4 separate regions of the Mus musculus genome follow, and regions 2, 3 and 4 are each linked to region 1. A link is a contact called in public Hi-C and promoter capture Hi-C data. All regions are on one chromosome and are shown on one strand. The core of a region is the stretch at or near the end of the contact, and the rest is flanking DNA. Distances in the headings are between cores, read along the strand shown. Region 1 holds the start of Abhd17c (abhydrolase domain containing 17C). Region 2 overlaps Cemip (cell migration inducing protein, hyaluronan binding). Region 3 overlaps Cemip (cell migration inducing protein, hyaluronan binding). Region 4 overlaps Arnt2 (aryl hydrocarbon receptor nuclear translocator 2).

What was found. Promoter capture Hi-C pulls out the DNA fragments that hold promoters and counts their contacts. A called contact is a pair of places that touch in the nucleus more often than the background predicts.
Region 2: a contact with region 1 is called in a Hi-C map of reprogramming fibroblasts, with 4 times the contacts expected there. The contact joins the enhancer-like site here to the promoter of Abhd17c in region 1. A contact is called at or near these places in 8 of 39 promoter capture datasets (the 3T3-L1 cell line, 3T3-L1-derived adipocytes, cranial neural crest and 4 more) and 2 of 484 Hi-C or Micro-C datasets (nephron progenitors and reprogramming fibroblasts).
Region 3: a Hi-C map of colorectal tumor organoids shows a contact between it and region 1, with 1.8 times the contacts expected there. The contact joins the enhancer-like site here to the promoter of Abhd17c in region 1. A contact is called at or near these places in 2 of 484 Hi-C or Micro-C datasets (colorectal tumor organoids and epidermal suprabasal cells) and 1 of 115 datasets of contacts at active chromatin or transcription factors (pancreatic cancer cells).
Region 4: a promoter capture Hi-C map of cranial neural crest shows a contact between it and region 1. The contact joins the enhancer-like site here to the promoter of Abhd17c in region 1. A contact is called at or near these places in 4 of 39 promoter capture datasets (cranial neural crest, embryonic stem cells, frontonasal cranial neural crest and 1 more), 2 of 484 Hi-C or Micro-C datasets (the HPC-5 cell line and muscle stem cells), 2 of 115 datasets of contacts at active chromatin or transcription factors (fibro-adipogenic progenitors and oligodendrocyte precursor cells) and 3 of 9 other capture datasets (adipose tissue, macrophages and pancreatic islet).

The regions. Positions count from the first base shown.
Region 1 is chr7:84,150,248-84,153,466 of GRCm38.p6, forward strand. It overlaps Abhd17c (abhydrolase domain containing 17C), which reads right to left and starts at 1,646. Exons shown (of 3, transcript NM_133722.2): 1 at 1,035-1,646. The coding sequence starts at 1,597. It overlaps LOC117997403 (a long non-coding RNA gene), which reads left to right and starts at 1,893. Exons shown (of 3, transcript NR_169136.1): 1 at 1,893-2,124; 2 at 2,299-2,437.
Region 2 is chr7:83,938,060-83,941,776 of GRCm38.p6, forward strand. All of the region lies in intron 27 of Cemip (cell migration inducing protein, hyaluronan binding), which reads right to left. Among named protein-coding and RNA genes, the nearest start is that of Gm30440, 30 kb to the right of the region's middle. Within about 2 kb of position 1,447, at least 27 of the 459 cell types and tissues checked have an H3K27ac peak or open chromatin away from gene starts, as enhancers often do. A contact at or near this core is called in reprogramming fibroblasts, where this site is marked.
Region 3 is chr7:84,017,208-84,020,864 of GRCm38.p6, forward strand. The region is part of intron 1 of Cemip (cell migration inducing protein, hyaluronan binding); the gene reads right to left. It overlaps Gm30440 (a long non-coding RNA gene), which reads left to right. Exons shown (of 9, transcript XR_378308.2): 5 at 3,001-3,220; 6 at 3,333-3,420. Among named protein-coding and RNA genes, the nearest start is that of Gm30440, 49 kb to the left of the region's middle. Within about 2 kb of position 1,319, at least 46 of the 459 cell types and tissues checked have an H3K27ac peak or open chromatin away from gene starts, as enhancers often do. A contact at or near this core is called in colorectal tumor organoids, epidermal suprabasal cells and pancreatic cancer cells, where this site is marked.
Region 4 is chr7:84,328,194-84,331,664 of GRCm38.p6, forward strand. The region is part of intron 5 of Arnt2 (aryl hydrocarbon receptor nuclear translocator 2); the gene reads right to left. Among named protein-coding and RNA genes, the nearest start is that of Gm25790, 6.5 kb to the left of the region's middle. Within about 2 kb of position 1,313, at least 46 of the 459 cell types and tissues checked have an H3K27ac peak or open chromatin away from gene starts, as enhancers often do.

The DNA of each region.
Region 1 (3,219 bases), core at 396-2,895:
CCCCAATTGAGGAGCCCTCCAAGACCTCAGAAGAATGTGAGCAAGCATCTTAGAGTGAATACTAAGTACTTCTCTGTTATACAAGCCATTTCTCAAGAAGCATAAGGGATAACTTATGAACATATGTGCAACACATATGGAAATAAAGTCATTATTACTGGCCATGTACTTAGCTTAGCAAATAGACGTTTCATAAAAACGATACAAAGGTCTCTAAAAAGAACAGTGCCTACTGTCATTCTGGGGACTTATTCCTCTAACGAAATCCAAGCTCATTACACACAGGACCTCAGGTACGGTTGCCACCTGTGCTATGGGGATTGCATGGGAAGGTCACAAGCACCAAAACTGGTCAGGTCACTTGACTTTCCCGCAAACCAAATGTCTAAGTTCAGAGTAAAACTTAAGTTAGTTCCCCCCCCCCCCAACCTGGTCTGTCCTCAGAATATAACAATTTGTGCTTAGCATATAAAAGACCCTGAATAAATACTTTCCAGTTTTATGAACGCTAACTCAAGGTCAAGAGATTTCCTCACGCCTATAACACTCTGCGCTACTGGTGGTGTTTAGGGAAGGTTCTTCAGCTAACTTCCTGATCTCCCAGTGCCACATACTCTGCGGGACCAGGAGGCAAAGTCCTCCCCACACCCGACCCGACCCAGCCTTAAGGGCTGCACAGGCATCGCCCCAGGGACACTTTCTACTTGGAAAGTCTTTTAGAGGTCATCGTCTCTCCCCAGCTGTCAAGGGCTCTGAAAACCCCAAGGTCACTTCTACCAGACCTTCGGGGTCTGCGCGTAGCTCAAGACACAACTCAAGCCCAACCAAGTTGGTTTGGCCGGTACATTGGCATCCCCCACAGCGGCCACGTGCGTTTAACCGGAGCCACAAAGACTCCAGGCCGCGCGGGCCAGTGAAAAGCAGGCAGGACCCTTTAAGTCTGAGCTCTCCATCCCCGAGGGCTGTTGCAATCTCGAGCGAATGCAACAATCCGGGAGCACAAGCCCGCACCCCAACCGTGGCTCGGGGCTCACCGGGTGCGCAGTGCCTGCCACGCGGCGTCGATGTCAGCGTAGAGATTCTTTTCGGAGGGCTTGCCGGAGCTCACACCATAGCCCGAGTAGTCGTAAGAGAAGATGTTGCAGTTGATGCGCGAGCCCAGGCCGATGTAGAAGCTACACATCTGGCCCAAGTCCACGGCGTTGCCGTGCGAGAAGAGCAGCGTGTAGCGGCTGGAGGGCGCGCAGCGCACGAACATGCAGCCCAGCCGGTTGTCGCGGGCCGTGCGCGAGAAGAAGACCTCGACGGCGTCCAGTTCGCGCTGCGAGTACTGCCAGTCGGCGCGCTCGCTCAGGTGCAGGCTGCACGCGCCGGGGCCCGCACCCTCCTCGGCCGGAGCGGGCTGCGCCGCCGGGGCGGGCGCGGGGGTCGCCGCGGGAGCGGGCGCGCGCTGCTCGGGCGCCAGCACCGTGTAGGTGGGTTCGGGCGGCAGGAAGGCCAGCTTGGCGGCGATGCGGCTCGGACAAGGAGGGCAGCAGAAGAGCCAGCACAGCTCGCCGAGCGAGAAGCCGTTCATCCTGGGGCCGGGCTCGGGCATCGGGGCGGCCTGGCGCCCGCCGCGGGCGGGAGGGAAGCGCAGGGAGCGCAGAGGGAGAGCGCCGAGAACTGGAGGCCGGCCGAGAAGGCGGAGAGGCCAGGGGCGGGGCCAGGCGGGCGCGGCGCGGCGAGCGGGGCGGGTCAGCGGCAGCCCCGCAGCCCCGGCGAGGTGCGGACGGCCGGGGCTCGCGCGCGGCACACAAAGCCCGCGGCGGCGGCGGCCATGGCCCGCTCCAGCGCGCCGCCCCGCCCCCGCACGCTACTGCCACTTCCGGGTTACCGCGCCGCGCGCCCCCACAGGCGGGCGGGGCTACCCATCGGAACGGACGCCCCAGTCTGAAGCAGGACTCCCCGGGCTGGGCGGGGCTCCCGCCTCTTGGGCGGGAGTTAGCGCATCTGGGCGGGGCTACTCGTTAGAACAAACTCCCCGGTCCGAAGCGAGGCTCTGGAGTCTGGGGCGGGGCTTAGCGCGATTGGGGCGGGGGTCTGAAGAGATTAGAGCGGTTGGGACAATCCTGGATTGAAAAGGTAGGTGTGCAGATACTTTAGGATTCAGTTCTCCAAAACCAGCTTTCTGTCCTGGTGGAGTTATTGGGAATTTATGTAAAAGATAATTATTGAGAAAGAGAATTGAGTACATTAAAAATGCCTTGCTTTCCTCTAATCAATGCTATTTTTTTCTCTTTTGGTTGTTTGAGACAGTTTAGCCTACACTGGTTTAGAACTCACATGCTTCTAGCCTCTACCACCACTTGCTGAGATTCAAGACTTCTTGAACAGCCACTACCATAAATGCTCTGGTCCATCTCGTACGTGTTCCCGTGTTGCAGGCGGCTGTTGGGTATGTACAGCTACGCAGGTCTTTCTGTAATAACAATTACAGCAGAGCCTGTTGGTTTTACAACAAATGGTGTCAACACGGTCCTCTCTCACCCCCATCCCTTACATCATCCCCTGTGGTGCCAACTGGATACTCCATATCTGTCCTTTTTGATGTTAGTTTCTCTAGAACTGTTTTGGCGCCAGACTTTTTAATCATGAAAGACATGTTACAACGATTTTAATCCACTATTGTCTTGGCTATAGGCTTTAAGTGATTTTCCAAATATAACTCTCAGGGCTTCTGAAACCGTGTGAACCCTGGTGTCCGGTTGGCAGAGCCTCTCCTCTGGACTTTGGCACCAGGCTTTCCTTTCAGGGGTAGGAGGTCATTTTAGGCTACCTGCAATGAATACAACCAGAGCCCCAGTGGGCAGTCACCATTCCAGACCTCATAAATGTCCCAAGAAGGATTACAACATTTTTTAAACAAAAAGAATTTTGAGCATCCTAATATAAATTGATTTACCAGTACCACTTTAAGTAGTAACCTTGTGGACTGAGTTTTCAAAGGCCGTATCTTCACTGAATCCCCAAAAGCCTGCCCACAACGCCTCTCCAAGTCTGTTTTAAAGTTAGATGGGCAAAGCTGCTCTTCCCTAGCCAGGCTTTAGTGACTGACCCCAAGTTTTTCCCAAAGACTCTGGGAGTTGTTTCATGTTAATATTTTGCCTGCTTGTTTCCCGTATTAAGTCAACGTGTGTCGTGTTTTTCAAGCAATACCTACTGGGTCAGTCGCCAGAA
Region 2 (3,717 bases), core at 197-2,696, 210 kb before region 1:
CCTTCCCTCCTCTCTTTTCCTTCCTTCCTTCCTTCCTTCCTTCCTTCCTTCCTTCCTTCCTTCCTTCCTTCCTTTCTCCCTTCCTGATTTTTTCTTTGTTTTGTTTTGAGACAGGGTGCCACTATGAGCCCTGGCTGGCCTGGAATTTACTATGTAGACCAGGATGCCCTCAAAACTCATAGAGATCTGCTATGTATACTCCAGCCATCTATACCCAGAGACCCGTCCACGCAGACAAAGGGACCCAGAGGGTCTGCGACAGAGATCCACCTGTTTCTGCCTCCTGAAAGCTGGTATTACAGGCTTACATTATCATTGTCCAGCTAATATGTACTTCTTAATTCAGATCATTTCAACACTGTTTGGTATAAAAAGCCAATAGGAAGGTGATGATGGAGAAAGACAAGGCAGCTGGAAGGGAGCAAAGAAGGAATCAGACTGGGGGCTGGAGGAAAGAGGAGGTAGCAGCCATCAAAAGACAAAGCCGTCACGAGTGCTGGACAGCAGGGAGACTTGGAGACCTGATGCAGTGGCTCTACTTGGGAGCTCATAAGGACCGGGCAGCCTTCACACAGCAGGCCTTCTGACCTATAAGCTTCCTTCCCACAAGACCACATCTGACTTCATAGGAACAGTGACCATGCCCAGCATTAGGCTCCCAGTGGGGCCCATATTCTCTCTCTTTCTTTTTCTCTTCCTGTCTTCCTTTTTGTGTGTTGTGTGTTTTGTGTGTTGTGTGTTTTGGGTGTTGTGTGTGTGTCGAGGCCTGAGGATGGATGTTAGGCATCCTGCTCTTTCACCCTCCGAGGTATTCTCTTGATCCAGAGACTCTCACTGAACCTTCTGCTAAGCTGGGAGTCCTGCACAGTGCCCCGTCTCTGTCTCCCACAGGCTACAGGCACAGGTGTGGCCCCTGGCTAGCTTTTTATACTTGTTCTGGGATCTGAGCTCTCATCCCACATGTGCAAGAAGCATGGAATCCATATGTGTATTTTAGTGGTTTCTGTGGAAGGCACTGAGCGTTGTGCCACCCAACATCCTTTCAGCTTCAGGAAGAGTGAGGCACAGTTTGAGAGCATTCTGGGAAGGACACTGTGTAGTTGTTGCATTTCCAGAATGGCTCTGTTATGTGTCACCACCCTCTCTGGTTAGGCAAGATCTGCCTGCCTGATTTTGTCAATGGGAGACTGAGCAGCTACACATTATCTGGGAGGGCTTCCTAGAGTGGTTGCTCAGGAGGGCACATTATCTGGGAGGGCTTCCTAGAGTGGTTGCTCAGGAGGGAAGGGGGCAGGAGCCAGAAGAACCCAATTTGCAAAAGTTGAGCTGGGAAGTCTGTTCTTCCTCCCTTGGGCTGCTTTTAGCCCCCAGTGCTAAGAAAACAGCCTTTGTGGTGGCAGACTCATGCTGGGCCAGACATGGGGAGTGAGCACCACCCTCAGAACAGAAACAGGGCAGGAGCTGCACGGGGTTTCTAACTCCCATCTCAGTGGAATTCTGTAACCACAGACCACAGTCCAGACATGGAAAAACTGTATGGGATTCTGAAACTTGCTATTACCCCCGATTTTGTCCCACAGGGAGCAGAAGGAAGGCTGTCAGCAGGCAAAGGGCTAGTGCACAGTAAGGACCAATCCAAGGGGTGTGGGGAGGCTGTCTTGGGCTCTTTAAGAAGACTAAAAGGAGGAGGCCCAAGGGATTGGCAAGGTGAGGCCCATTAATGAGAAAGGATTCATTGCTAACACATCCTTGGGGTGGATCCAGGCTCTGTTCCCAAGAGGACATTTCCCCACTGTTCAGACAAGAAGAAACACTGAAGGCCTATGGCTGAACTAGTGAACTCAAAGGAAGGTCACATACTCGGGGTGGCATCAGGGACAGGGAGATGGGCTTGCTTATCATATAGCTTCCTGGTATGATTTAGGCTATAGACTCTCTGTCTGGCACATTATCCTCTTGACCATTTAGTCCCTATGCCTCCTGACATAATCTCCCACAGGTGGAAGGTCAGAGGGGGTTTCCAGAGCTCTCCACAGTGTCTGAGGTATGAGTGGCTGGGATCCTATGGCCAGTAGTGGTCCTGTGGATGGATGGGGGAGGGAGGGATAAGGGCCAGGCTGGGTTGGAACCACAGAACAGAAGCACCTCTCCCTCCCACTCAATTGCTGCTTCCCAGGAGGCCAGGGAGGGGTTAGTGGTACCCATTCCTGTCTGTGTATCCACTGCCAGCCTAAGTCTGACTCAGACCATCCTTACTTCTCCTAGGGATGTGCAAGGGCTGTAAAGAACTCCACACAACTCCGAACAGAACTCTGGGAGCTATTTCTTACTCTAAGCTTCTGTGATCTGCTTCATTTCAAGAAATGGCCCATGGCCAAAAAGCGCCTGAAACCCACTGATCTCTAGATGAATAATGTGCATTCCCAACTTAGAAAGTCAGAGTCTTCTGTTTGAATCTTCACTTGAGAGCTAGAGTGTGGGGCTGGGGTCCTCACTCAGTCATTAAGGGGTTATTGTCTTGCAAACACAAGGACCCAAGTTTGATACCCAGAATCCAGAACGTAAAATAAAGCCAGGTATGGTGGATGCACCTGTGTTTGTAATCTCAACAACAGGGTAGTGGAGACAAGCATCAGATCCTGAGGCTGGCCAGCCTTGATGACTTCCAGGCCACTGAGAGACCTTTTCTCAAAAAACAAGTGCCTGAAGAATGACACCCAGGGTTGTTTGTCTTCTGGCTTCCACCAGCATGCATACATACCCCTGTACACATGTACACATTTACTTCCACACACATACATGCAAATATAGCTGAGTGTGGGAAGAACAGATACAGCACGTGACCGAGCAAAACCTATTCTCCAGAATCACACACACAGTCAGTCCCAGCCCCTCCCAACCCCCAAGAGTGCATCCTGAAGGTCCTTGTATCCACTCATTAACAATTTACTAAGCACCTAGGGGTGACAGGTGCCACATGAATCACACAAGCTTTCCACTAGCTTGTGGCTCCAGAGAGATTTCCACACCCACATTGTAGTTGAGAGACTGAACATGTATAAGTAAGTCTATTGTGGAGTCAACATCAGGAAGCCTGATTCCTTGATAAGACATCATTTAAGGCTTCTGTTTCTATTTTAAGCAGTGTTACAGTGGAGAATGGTGGATGGATAGGAAAAGACATCAGTGGGGAGGAAACAGCGGGAAGGAAGTGAGGAGAGAATCCTAGCATTTAAGACACTCAAATTAACTTCCAATATGGGAGAAGGGAAGAAAAGAGCCTGTCAGAAACCTATGGTTATGGTGTTGGTTGACCAACAGTGATAGAGCAGGGCCAGAGCAGACACCAGGGAGGGACCAGGAGGGAGGGCAATGGACTGTTTTCGACTATGTTAGAATGGGGGGGGTGTGTGAAAGATTAAGTTCAGATTCTGGTTCAAACATCTGGATGGGTGACAATTTAGAGAAAACAGAAGGAGGGCTGATCTGGAGGATCAAAAGATAAAAGGGATGAGAGTTTAGTTCCATTCAAGACATCTAGGTGGCAACCTTGAAGTAGCCATTGGAGATGAATGTCTGGGGTTTAGGAAAGAGATCCAGGCTGGGGAGCTTCAGAAGCCACCAGCATTTGGATCCTATTGGAGGTGTGGGTGGGGATGAGATCACTGGGAGAGTGCGCCATGATGGGAGAAGAGGGTCAGGCAGCCTTCCAAGGAG
Region 3 (3,657 bases), core at 69-2,568, 130 kb before region 1:
CTTGTCCCAAATGAAATTGAATTTTAAAAGGTTGGGGCTATTGCTCAGTGGTAGAGCATTTACCCAGCATGCAAGGAAGGCCCTAGGTTTAACTGTCAACACCATAGGAGAAAGGGGAAGAAGAAAAGAAAAGAAAAGAAAAGAAAAGAAAAGAAAAGAAAAGAAAAGAAAAGAAAAGAAAAGAAAGGAAAGGAAAAGAAAAGGGAAGGGAAGGGGAGGAAGGGGAGGGGAGGGGAGGGGAGGGGAGGGGAGAGAAGGGGAGAGAAGGGGAGAGAAGGGGAAAGAAGGGGAGAGAAGGGAAGGGAAGGGAAGGGAAGGGAAGGGAAGGGAAGGGAAGGGAAGGGAAGGGAAGGGAAGGGAAGGGAAGGGAAGGGAAGGGAAGGAGAGGAGACATTTTTCACACCATCTATTTAACCTCCTACTCCCAACTCTCACCTCTTTACAACCTCCACAGCCCTGCCAGGGACAATCATGGCATTTTACATCAGATCTTCTGATGGCTGCTCTCCACTCTCCTCACACACACACTCCAGCTATATTGGCCTGTTGGATATTTCTTTGGAGATGCCAAGACAGTGCTCCCCTGAGATCTTTTCCTGTGCTTTCCCCACTATCTAATATCCTTCTCCCTCCCCACACCCCCAGCCTGGGGGCTCAGTGCACACTCCTGTTCTTGGAGAGCTTTTGTGGATACCCCCTTCCCACTCTGCCCTCAGTACCTCTCAGTCTCTTTATTGCTTTCTTCAGTCGACACAGTTTATGGTCATGGATTTGATTAGGATGTGTGAACTCATGCAGGGAGGAACCATAGCCAGCTTTAATGCTACTCAGAATGTGGTTCTGTAACCAGTAGCCTCCACATTACTTGCAAGCTTCTGAGTAATGAGAGGTCCTGGCCCAGGCCACTGATTGACAATTTCTAGCAGTGGCTGTGCACACTGAAGTGTGCAAACTTCAATTTGCTGGACCCAGAGACACCTTTCTACCTCTTCTTGAGCCACAGGAAGAGTCTTGGCTGCTGTCATGTTACCTCTCTGCTCCCTGCCTTTCCCCCCAACATCATGTCTGCTACCAGGGTCACCACACATATGACAAAAGGCTAGTCAGAGCAGTCCCTCAGGAGGGTGATGAGAGAGGGATCCCCTGAGAGTTCTGAGGCAGACAATCACCCACAAAGGAGCTCTTCCAGTTGGGATATAACCAGAAGCTCCAGCTGGCCCGTGTTGGGTTGGGCAGGCAGGCTGGAAGGTCATGAGGCAGACCTAGCCTAGCAGGCCTGGCAGCAGTTCAGAGAGTCAGCCTCCCTCCAGGCTGCTGTTCTCATGCTCTCACAAACCCAGGAAGGGCTGAGACAGGGAATGTTTGCACAGCAGATAGACCTTCTCCACACCCTCCTCCCCTGGCCACAGTAGGTGCCAAGGGGCATGCCTGCTTTGGGTCCAGGCTGGACCCACAGTCCTTCTTTGATCTGAGAGACTTGTCTTTACTGGGTTATTTATTTGTAATAACTACTGTGGTTTCCTACTACTCCAAATACACCAACAGGAAGCCAGCAGGCAAGAGCTCTACTGTAGAACCAGTTGATTCTCTCAGAGCCTGGCTTACTGTGTTACCTGCGTCCCATCTCTCAGGTGTGACCTGAAGCCCTGGGCTATGCAACAAACGCCCACATTCTCAGGAAGAAAATGAGTTTTGGCAAGGCATGGCTGGAAATCGCATGGGCCTCAGCCTTATCTTCATTGGGGAAACATGTACTTTAATACTTTAGCACTTGCTTAAGATCATGAGCTGTGACTGGAAAATGCAAAACACAGATCCCTGCCTGTAGAAGCTCCTTCCAAGTCCCAGGATCCTTGATTGGCCACCAGGAGACACCAGGGCTCCACATAATTGCTTTCTTTATCAATACAAAATTCCACCGTGAGAATGCTCAAATACACAGGCAACTTTAAAGCACTTTACAGTGAACCTTACTGATCCACAACTCCCTGCTACCAGCAACACCATGCTCTGTTTGATCTTTCATGTAACTAACTACTCATTTATCCATGTTTCTATCCATTCAAAAATCAACCTTAGCTCTTTGATGCATTTCCAAGTAGAGTGAAGAAATTACTGCCTTTCTCATGTGTTTGATATACACATTTTACACTAGAGTTCAAAATTCATCCATGTGAATGAGGCACACAAAGCTGAAGAATGTGTGTATTGAGTTTGGGCAAATAGATTGTGCCTACTTAACCAAAGCCCCACAGAGACACTGAACAAGGCAGCTGTTCCAGTAAGCTCCTGCAGGCCCTTGCTCAGTCTAGTCTATTCACAGAGGGCAATCATTCTCCAGCTGAGAGTATCAGAGAACAGCATCTGGCCCATTGTGCAAGACTGCTCACACCCAGTGCACTTTAGAGATGTATCTTGGTTGCTGCATGTGTCATCAGGAGTTCATGCTAAGTCATAGCCAGTTATGCACATATATACTACATATGTCACATGGTGGCTTTGGTACTGCTGTTCTAGACAATTCCCATAAAGTAATACTGGAGACTAAAGAAGAGTGTAGCTTTGCTCTGAAAACTGAAATAGACAGTCAAGATGCTGTGAAAGTAGGCATTCTTGGTTCATATCCACTCCACAACTAACTGGGCCACATTGGGCAGATCCTGGTATAGTAGGCAGCCTGTCCGTGGGAGATACAGGCCACATTTCCGGGTGGATGCCAGGGATCACAGACAGCTCCAAAGTGTGTGTACATGGTACACTAAAGGGAGCTTTGGGGTCATTTGGACACAAGCACTTGAATGCAATGACAACAGAGTGATAACTGACATGGCTCCTAAGAGGCTAAAAGATAGCAAACACAGTGTGGATGCACTGACTTAAGAAATGTTCTGGGCAGGAAAGAAGGGGATGGATGCCCTGAGATATCATCACTTGACTCATGGTGTGTTGTTCAATTTTAAACGTATGAATTATGTATTTCCTAAATTTTCTCCTTGACAGTTTTGGACCGTGTCTTTCTATGGAAAACCGAAGTCACAGAAAATAAGACCACATACATGGGGAGGGGTGAGATTGGTGTCTGTGCCTCTCTGTTCTCCAGGTTCCTCAGATGAGAGGTCCTGGGAGGCGAAAAAGCATCCTCACTTGGCTGGGAGGCATCCAGCAGAGCACATGGCAAGACTTTAATTACCTGAGGAGGAGGAACTTCACCTGTTAATAGGTGAGAGCTTGCATCCAGTGAGTGCCACACAGTATCTCTGTGAGTCTGGGAAATTTCCATGGGCTCCTTTTAAGCTGCAGTATTCAAACTATTTTATGATATTATCTTTCAGGTTTATTTTTTTCTCCCGTGTTCCCCTATGTTCACCACCACCTTCCTTCATGTTTCCTGGCTGAGAATCCACTTGAGCACAAAAATAGGTTAGTGTATTCTGCTTACTGGATGGTTTGGGAGACTTTCAGATAATAGCTAAGTGTGGTGGTTCTCACCTAGATTCTCAGCATTTAGGAGGCAGAGGCGGGAGAATTGTAAATTTTAGGTCAGCCCAGGCTACATAGAGAGATCCTGAATCAAAAGACAAGAGTTGGGGAGGAGTCAGCTTAGGAAAATACCTGTACACACATACGCACATGCACACGCGCACACAGGCATGCAAT
Region 4 (3,471 bases), core at 63-2,562, 180 kb after region 1:
TCCTTAACCCATGAACCAAAGTAAACCTTTCTTCCTTTGCACTGCTTCTGTCAGGTATTCCCTCATAGAGATGAGAAAATCAAGTAAAATCAGCTGAGAAGGCAGTGATGGCTCATGCCTTTGATGCGAGCATTCAGGAGGCAGACACAGGCAGATCTTCAAATCTGAGAGTAGCCTGTTCGTCAACAGATCCAGTTTCAGGATGGTCAGAGCTACACACAGAAACACACCCCCTTCCCTACCTCTCTTTCTCCTCCCTCTTCCCCTGTCCCAGGCATGTGCTTCTTATTGCCCCATTCACACCTTCACATTGTTGACAATAGATAGTGAGTTTGCCTTGCAAAGGCCAGAGCATAAGACCAGAGTAAAATCTCTGAACTTCCTGGGGAAGTTAACATGATTTGCCCTTTAACATATATGTATGAGGTATGTTTTAGAAGCAAAACTTTGTAACTTGAGCATTCATATCCAATCTATAAGAAATGGCTGCTGGGGAGAAGGGATGACTGGTAGCCATAGTCCTATCCTCTCAGCGAGCAATGCACCATTACGGTTGACAGGTAGAACTGTGGTCCATATTAGGAACAGGTTGGTGGAGAACCACACTGCTCATCCTTCTCTTGATGATCACAGGATATGGTGCTGAGGTCTGGCTTAGACTCCAGTCTGTAACAATGGAGTAACCAAAGAAAGAAGCTCTGGTGAGGTTGATCAGGACTGGCAAACAGCCAGTGATGGCCCCTGTCCCACTGACACTCAAAAGGAGCTTTCCTGCCAAGCAGTTTGGTTTGTATTGTCTGCCCTCTGTCCCTCACCCTCCATCTGGGAAAGGCGCTAATGAGGTGTTAATTAGCAAGAAGCAGGCAGTAGATGGCAAAAGAGAGCAGTGGCAGTCTGCAAAGAGCATCAGAGAGCAATCATCCCATAAGCAAAGTACAGGCTAGACTTTGGGGACATCTCTACCAAGGGGCTGGGAGCACCAAGGGAACAGACCATGCCACCTTTACCACCTCAGCAGCTGAGCCCCTCAACTCTCAGCAGAGCCCCATAACTCTTTCCTGCATTTGAATTCCAAGCATAATGTGGAATTAGAGGGGTGCCTCCTGCTGCAGCCTGCTGCTCTGCTACTCATTATAAAATCATCACCTCACAGTTCCCCCATGGCTGGCACCTCTTCTGCTATTTAATCTTTAGACAAGAGAACAAATTCCTCATCCTGTTTAGAATATCTTGGAGTGTGAGTTAAAGAAATACATTCCTCTTGGGGGATCATGCTACAAAAATGCCAGAAATGTGAGCCTGAGGGTTTTCATTTCAAGGGTAAATGATTGTTCATCCAGGGCTGAAGACAGTCAGGCTGATGGACGGCAGGAGGGCAGACTGCTAAGGCATTTGAAAAGGCAACTTCAGGTCTGGACTTCTTTCCTTCATGATTTGCTAATGACATGATTAAAAATATCAAAATACCAGGAAAACCTACACCCATGAAGAAGAACAGTGGGAGGTAATTAGATCAGACAGAGACTAAAGAATTTCTGGGAAAAAAAGTGTACCTGGGATGGAATGGGTATAGGAATGAGCTTCAGTGTGGTTTGACAAATATAGTTGGCAACCTCTCTATGTTCATGCATTTCACATCTGCAGATTCTATGCATCACAGGTCAAAGATACTCAAAGAAATGCATCTGCACTGGTCATGGGCACACTTAATTTTCCTACCATTACCTCTAAACAACACAGCATAGTTACTGTTTACAGAGTATGTCAGTCTGTTTTCTGTCATTATAACAAATACGCTGGAATTCTTCAACTTATAAGAAGATGGAATTGTTTAAGTTCATCGTTTGGGTTTTCTTTCTCTCCGCCCTGTGTTTGGTTCTGTGGCAGTCCATCATAGCAGGAGTGCATGTTGAAGAACCCATTCACTTAGTAGTTAAGAAAATAAAGACTTTCCATCCACAGTATTCTTAAGACTTCCCACTGGGCCCCCAGTCTTAAAGGTTCTACGAACTTCCAACATGCAGTGTAAGCTTTAACACATGCACATTTGAGGGACATTTATGATCCATACTCACATTGCATTTATATTGTATTGGATTTAATAAACCACCTATAGGTGATGTAGAGTAAAGGGAGGATGTGTGCAGACTACAGACCTCCTTGTAGGGCATTTGAGCATCCCCACTGTGGTCCCTAATCTGACTGACCTCAGAGGCTCACAGGTGACTCTATGAAGGAATTGCATGCCAGGGAAGGAAGTAAAGGAGTCTAACCTTACACTCCAAACAGGAGAAGGAAAAAAGGGAGTCGGGAAGCAGAGGCCTAGGTTTGCCAGCTGAGTTGATAAGGTAAGGAGGAAAGGTTCTCTGAGTCGTGTCTGAGGGCAGGGCTCAAGTAAGAGGAGTGGATGAGGAGCCTGTCCCCTGAAAGGGACCTGGACCAACGTATACACCTGTCTGTCACTGAAGCCCCTAGACACTTGCCCCCAGAACTTAAAAAAAAGGTCAATCTTGTTAAACATTAGAAATGTAGGTTGCATGAATAGAGGAAGAAGGAATACTCAGTACAGGAGAGAAAGGAAAAGATGGGGCATGTGTGTAAGGAAGTGGAGCCACTCTTCCTCTGAGGTCATCGAATTCCTCCAAATGATAGCTCTCAAGTATTGGGGAGCCATAAGGGACATGGGCTCCTGAGATACCTAGAAAGAGCCAAAGGCCAACTCTTCTAACTTCAGTTGTCAAGGATAATGAGAAGGGAGAGCACATGAGACAGATGCCACACACACAAACTATGTGCAAAGGTAGTCCAGGGAGAGGGGATGGGCCTCAATCAGGGGCTGGATCAACTGGGCAGCACGCACCAAAGAATGCCCTGTTTAAAGCCTGCCTGAAGATTAAGAGAAAAATATTTGTGGAGTCACCTTGCACAGCACTTCTAATAGTACATAAATAGTTCTTATTCTTAGATTCCAAAAAAACATTTCCTTCCCACAGCCAGAAGAGCCTTTATCTATAAAAATGCAAATTAGAGCATGCTAACATTCTTCTAGGGACTGCATCTTGCGCTATGAGTAAATCTCAAATGCAAAAATGGCTCTCTAGGGCCATCACTAGCTGGCCTGTCTCATCACACTCACAAAAACTTCCCTTCTGAGACTGGCTAATCCCACAGGCTGACCATGTAAATTATGAATCTCCACTCTCTGAATCATTTCCCTGCTGCACATCCCCCAACATAGGAGTGAGGGTCCCTGTTCTTATCCTAGCATCTTCTTTCCTTTGAGCACACAGAGCCTTTTCATCCTGGGCTTACCATGTGACTGTCTGTGGCCCAGCCTCTCTGGGAGTTCTGCTGTGGATGATGAGCATGTCGAGTTCATTTCCAGCTGTATCTTCCATCTCCATCAGAGATGCATGTCTAATAATTTGTGGAATAAAAGACAGATTGTGGACTGCAAAAAAAGAAGCCCTC